2 separate regions of the Macaca mulatta genome follow, and region 1 is linked to region 2. A link is a contact called in public Hi-C data. All regions are on one chromosome and are shown on one strand. The core of a region is the stretch at or near the end of the contact, and the rest is flanking DNA. Distances in the headings are between cores, read along the strand shown. Region 1 holds the start of PRDM13 (PR/SET domain 13). Region 2 holds the start of SIM1 (SIM bHLH transcription factor 1).

Evidence for each region. A called contact is a pair of places that touch in the nucleus more often than the background predicts.
Region 1: a contact with region 2 is called in a Hi-C map of fetal cortex germinal zone, with 8 times the contacts expected there. The contact joins the promoter of PRDM13 here to the promoter of SIM1 in region 2. A contact is called at or near these places in 2 of 14 Hi-C or Micro-C datasets (fetal cortex germinal zone and fetal cortical plate) and 1 of 4 datasets of contacts at active chromatin or transcription factors (interneurons).

Annotation. Positions count from the first base shown.
Region 1 is chr4:86,256,704-86,259,753 of T2T-MMU8v2.0, reverse strand. It overlaps PRDM13 (PR/SET domain 13), which reads left to right and starts at 1,758. Exons shown (of 4, transcript XM_078001070.1): 1 at 1,758-1,901. The coding sequence starts at 1,758.
Region 2 is chr4:85,409,660-85,412,849 of T2T-MMU8v2.0, reverse strand. It overlaps SIM1 (SIM bHLH transcription factor 1), which reads right to left and starts at 1,344. Exons shown (of 12, transcript XM_015136983.3): 1 at 974-1,344; 2 at 1-296.

The sequences.
Region 1 (3,050 bases), core at 509-3,008, 850 kb before region 2:
GTTCCCCGAGTCTTGAGTGGGAGAGCACAGAATGAATGATCCTGAGTGTCCTGGACCTGCCCAGTGTGGCGAACATAGGTTTCGACTGAGGGGCACTACACGGAGCTTCTCTGAAGACCTCCTCAGATAAACTGCTGAGTTGCAGGTGTCGCCACCTTGCGTCCTGCCACCCTTGCTAACCACAATCGCTCCAGCACCTTCAGCCCACAAAGCCTGGAGAAGCTAGCAGCGTGGGCGCTGCTGAGGGCCCTCCGCCCTTTTGTGCAGTGGCTGGGCCTCTGGCGCTAGGCTTGGAAATACACCACCACTCAGGCCTCTCTTGGAAGAACTGCATCGGGCTCGGTGCTGGCTGCATAGGATTGGGGGAGCTGTGCCCAGAGCTAGCAGCACGCGGCAGGTGCCGGCAGGAGTCACAAATATCTGATGAATTTGATAACTCGGCTATCATTTATGAAAATAAATGTCCGCACGCTAATTGGAGGCTTCCCTAAAAGAAAACGGGGAGCTCTCCGGTTTAACTTCGAAGTACAACGTCTTGTTAGTTCACAAAGTAGGTGTAAGAAAGAGTTGTCCCAAACGCCCACCTCGCCCCCCTTCTCTACAACCTTTAGCAGATTGCGGTGATTTCGTTTTTGTTTATTTTATTATTATTTTTTAATAGAAAAGTCCAGGTTGTTGGTTTTAGGGGAGTTAGTCCAAGGACCTCTTCCAGGGGACGTGATCAATAACCCACTGTTAGAACTTCTTCCTCTTCAACCCTGGGCCGCGGACCGGGGGGCAGGATCCCCGGTCGAAACTGTTGGTTCTGGGGTCGTTTCCCATTCTCCAGAGAAAGTGCAGGCCCGGGGTGTGCCCGAGAAAAGTGATGCACAGTTGACCGCGCCTTCTCAACTTGATCTGGAGGCTTCATCATATTTTGGGACGAAATGGGACAGAAGTGACAATTAAAGCAGTTCTAAATAGACGACTGGCCTGAACCCAATCCCCTGAAATGGTAAAATGGTCGTTATTTAAAAAGTGTAGGTATTTTCTGGTGTTTTCCCATCAAGTACCTGCCTAATTTCTGTATGGCACACGCCAGAAATCAATAGAAGTTAACAAGTCCTCCAAACAGTCTCCATCTCTTTGTTTAATCTCCTTTACAATAAAGCCAAGGGGAGAGAATTACAAATCTTTGAAGTAGACCAAGGCTCAAAGGAATCAGCCAAGTAGACTTAAAGTAGTCACTTATTTCCCAAAACTGGTTTGTCGGGGAACAATAAAAGGAAGTAAAATTTATGGAGAAATTATACAGTGGATTTGTCACTTAAAATATCGTAACTGTCTCGAGGACAATACCCCATGCTGAGGATTAATGGTCCCGCCGGACCTTTGATTCACCAGTGCCTTTTCTTCGCCCTTGACAAATTGGATTTTTAGGAATGGGAAGGTCGCCTGGACCATTGTGTGCTAGCCATTCAGAGGCCTCGATTATGCAGGGGGCTGAGGGAACCACTCCATGTGACCCTCTCGGGTAGGACTCTGCAGCTGCTTCGCAGCGCGACTCTCTCACCAAACTACGCGCCCTTGCGCTGGCGGTGCCAAAAGGCTCCCGCCCCAATTGAAAAGGCGCAGTGCATGCCCGCCCGCGTCACTCCGCGGGCGGAGGACGCACGTCGGGGCGCGGCTCCCTGGCTAGCGCGTAGCTCCAGCTCTGTCACTCGCGCCCTTCCGAGGACCTGGCGCACCCGAGCGCCTGCCTGGGGGCGGCGGCAACAATGCACGGAGCCGCCAGAGCTCCAGCCACCAGCGTGAGTGCCGACTGCTGCATCCCGGCCGGCTTGCGCCTCGGACCGGTGCCTGGTACCTTCAAGCTGGGCAAGTACCTGTCAGACCGCAGGGAGCCCGGGCCCAAGAAAAAGGTATTGACCATTCAGACCTCCGCCCACTGCTGTTCGCCTCTCAGTGCCCTGACCCGGGAAAGGGCTAGAGAGAGAAAGTGGAGGAAGGGAGTGATTGAGTCGTTACCTGCTAATTCTGCCGGGTGGAAGGGGACTCCTGTTATTCTGAGCAAGTAGCCTCTTTAACTGTGAGAGCTGGACGGGTCGGGTTGAGAGGAGAGGATGTGGCCGAGGGGGGACAGCCCTGGGTGGGGTGCACTGAGGGCTGTAGGTGCCGGGACCATTCGCGGCTTGTGTTTTCCCCCGCGCTCTCGGGTCTCCTCAGAACCCAGAAGCCCACCCCCGCACTCTGACCTCAGCTCTCTCTGCAAAAGCACCCTCTTTCTGGGGGTGTAGGGCATCGAGAACCTTTCTTCCCTTCTGCCCTTCAATATGTTAATTTGAGGCCTAATTTCGCCTTAAAATAATTTACTTTTTTTTCCCTAAACAAAAAAAATCTTTGGGAGGCTCTCAGTTCCCAGAATCTCCTCAGATATATATATTTTTCCCCTTGCCGATGTCGGCTTGTGGGTTTGGGGCATATGGAGAGAGGATGAGCAAGGTGCTGGCTCTGACGCGGGCTCCAAGGGCGAGGGGCGCCCATCAGCGCGGGGCACAGGATCAGAGCGCCTACAGCGGGGCTGTGAGAGTTCAGAGTCCCAACCGGCAGGCGCCAGGGCCAAACCACTAGCTTTGACTCCCACACCCCACACACCGTTGCGACCCCTGATCAGGGAGACTTAAAGCACTTGCCCGCTTTGGGGGTGTCCCAGGAGCCAAAGGTCGGCAAACAGCGACCAGGAAATGAAGGCAGAAGTCAGGGGTAGAAGGAAGGGCTTTGGCTTCCTTGGCTTTATAGCTTGCTTTGCTTGGAGATTTCTAGTAAGAAAAAGCTCCGGTGTCCAGCCAGCGGGACTTGTACCTCGCTCCTCCTGCAATCACGCCCCCCCCCCCCCCGCCCCACTATAGTCTAAAGCAGGGTTTGGTGCCCACCGCGCATTCCTCTTTAAACGCTTTTTAATTGCTTTTAAATGGCCTGCCAGCTGCGGGCAAGCTTTTCCCCGCTTGGGCTTTGTTCTGAGACTTTCGCTGCAAGGCTCACAGGCACCTAGGTGCGATGCACACAGAATA
Region 2 (3,190 bases), core at 95-2,594:
AATGGCAGTAAAAGACCAGCGGGGGTGAACGGAAAATATTTTCTTTGAAAATGCGGGATGCAGTATAGGAAAGTTGCTGATCCACGGAATTTGGGCAATCCTGGGGGTCCTCGGGGTATCAAATGCCGGTGGGACCCCTGAGGAGCCAGCCTTTTCTTTTACTCCGAGCTGCGAACGCTGGTCCTCGGAAAATCGACATAATAATCCCCGACGTTTGTTCTTCAGTCTCGCGGCATTTAAGGTATCTCCGAGCCCCTTTGGGAAGAGCAGGAACTCCAGACAACTCTTTCAAGGCCCTGTGAAGACAACAACATCAGAGCATAAGAGATCCGCGGCTCCACAACCACTCACACACTTGTCCCAATTCCAAAAACACGGCCGGAAAGGGACTCAGCGTGCCTAGCCAGGCGTTTTGGGTTTGTTTTTAAAGAACCGGATAAATCGGCAGCGAGACGGCCCCCTGCAAATAATGCTGGCATTCCCTGACCCATGCCAGCCACATCCTCCAGACCCCTGGGAAGTTGCCCAAACAACAAAATGCATATTTTTGAAGACCCGCAAGAGACTTTCCGCTGCAGGTCCCCGAGCCCGCGCCCAGGTTGGGTGCATGTCCCATGAAAGCAGGTTTCTACAATTCAGAATTCCTCCACGGCGCGGCGGGGGCCTTTCAGCTCCCGACCTTGGCAGATGTGGACCTTGGCTACCTCTTTAACTTGGGCCTTAAGTCTGAGGGATTCCTCAAAAAGTGACACTTACACACCAAGTCCCTCGGGACTCCCAAGGCGACCCAGCGCTCTGGCTGCCCAGCAGGGGCGGCAACAAGCGGGGTCCGGCAGCGCCAGGTTAACAGGTGGCGCGGTCGCGACAGCCCCTCGCAGGCGCCCCGGGGGTGGGAAGCGCCGCGGCCTCTCCCACACCGCCGCGGAGCTCCAGGGTTGCTGGTAGGGCGCGGGATGTCTTCTGCTTCACCTACCTTCAGTCCCCACAGGCGGCAGAGGGTTCGGGGGCGCCCATCTCTTAATTGTACTCATGCCTACCGTCCAACCCAGCGGCTCTGCCGGCCTCTCCGCTTCCCACCGGCAGAGAGGAGCAGAGCATTCCCGGCTCCCTTTTCTGGATCATGAATTGGAGGAGCGGTGCGTGGCAGAAAAAGGAGGATGCAAGCTTTGGGAAGAGTGAGGTGATTTTAGAATCCTGGTCCTCCGTAGTTGCTACGAAGCCAGTTCACTATTATTCCTAATTGGAAGCCGAAAACTGTCCCCCGTAACTTCTTTATAGCTTAAGGGTTTAGCTTCAACTTCACTCCCGGGCCGCCTCTCTCCCGCCCTCCCTCAATGCCACTCAAAAGCCTTCTAGCCTCCCATTGGCCTGGCCTGGCCAGGGGCGAGGCGCTCATTGGCCAACAGGGATGAGTGACACGAGTCGGCCCCGCGCCGCCCTCCGCGCGTCCAGGCTCCGGGGTCTGGATCTTACTATCCGCTCCGCCGCTGGGCTCCTAATGAGCCCCGGGTGCGGGGTCGGCGCTGTCCGGTTGCCGCCGCTGCTCGCGGCCTCCTGGGCCTTCCCGACATCGTGTGCGACCCGCGTTCCTCGGGCTGCCTGGGGTCGGGTGGTTAAGCGCTCAGTCCAGCGCGGCGGCCCAGAAGAGCCGGGGACGTCCGGAGGCAGCGGAGGTCGGACCGGCTGGTTAGTTCTACCCGCGGAGGAGGCAGGGTTGGCCCAAAGACCCAACCCGCTGGCAGTCGGGTTCCGACGGCATGCGCTAGGCCGGTTTTGTGCTTTATTTTCTCTTTCTGTGAAACCATGAAGACACGGAATTCATTGCCAGAGGAAATAAATACAATGACTGTCTTTAAATTAATCCCAAAGAAGTGCGCCTTTTTCTAAACGGTTTGGGTTTGGGGGCTGATTTTTTTCACTGTGGAAAGCTCGATCAGGGAGTTTTCCTGTGGGGAGAAGCGAGGGGGACACTAGGGGAACACGTTACATTTCAGGGCAAAATAGAATGATTGATATATAGAGATACATATCACAACAGTCCGTTATCTTAAACATTAGCCAACTCTTTGCCGGGTTTTGTTTCAGGAAACAAAAGTCCAACATGACTATTCCTTACAGAAAGGATACAGTCTGCATGAATGAACTTAACGATGCTCACAGTTCCCTAATAGGAGCTCACAATTCCCTAATAGGAGCTGGTTAAACAAACGCTCACCAGGACTCTCCCTGAGTAATTATCTCTTAGAGACCCTCTAATTTGAAACGCCTTCTCTTTCTCTCATCTGAGAAAACACAACAGATAGCATAGAGAAAAACTCAAATTGTCCCAAAACAATTGTTGTGCTCACCAATCACATCCTACAGACTCGATTCCCGGCTTGGTTTGGGTACTGCCTGTGACCAGATTCGGCTCCCGGAGGTGCGTTTGGGGGGAGTTGTTTCATCTGTCATAAAAATCAGTGAGAACACCAGTGACTGGGCACTCATCCTCTCGTTTGTGGCGCTAATTGCCATTGAGAAAATAAATACTTTGAAGAGGGGTGTGTGCCATTCTGCTGATATTCAGAACAACTTTAAGAGTGTTTGTTCAAAAATACAGACATCTGCCACCTCCTTGCTGCCCGATGGCAGTGAGATCCTCGTAGAAGGACAACAGGAGCTTTCTGGTGGTATTTACACATCTGGGCAACACCTGGCTGGAGGAGGTGAACTTTTTGGATAGAAAGAAAAAGAAAGAAGCACGGAGATTTTGTACGTCTTTCAAAACTGGAATCCGGCTAATGGACTCCAATCCAGGAGGAGTCATTTCCCCAGTGACTGTAGCCACTTACAGACCTGGTTCTGGGCGGCTTTCAACCACCCAGTGATGCACTTTTAACAAACATGGCTAGAAGATAGCGAGAGATGCACTGTGGCTCACTTACACACAAGATTCCAGAAAGATCAGATAAGGTCAAGTTGGCTACTACATGTAAAGTCGGGGGTGGAGAGTGCGTGTGGAGAGGGAAATAAACTTTCTTGACCCTCCTCTCCCCTCCAACCAGGTCAGATATAGCTGCCAGGCAAAGCAATGACACTCAGGGTTAAGAGGAGGTTTTCTATTGACTGTGTTCTAGAGAGGATTTCAGTCAAGTCTGCGGTTACTCTAACCCTATCTCTACTTAAAACAACATGCCAGTTTGGAAGTGCC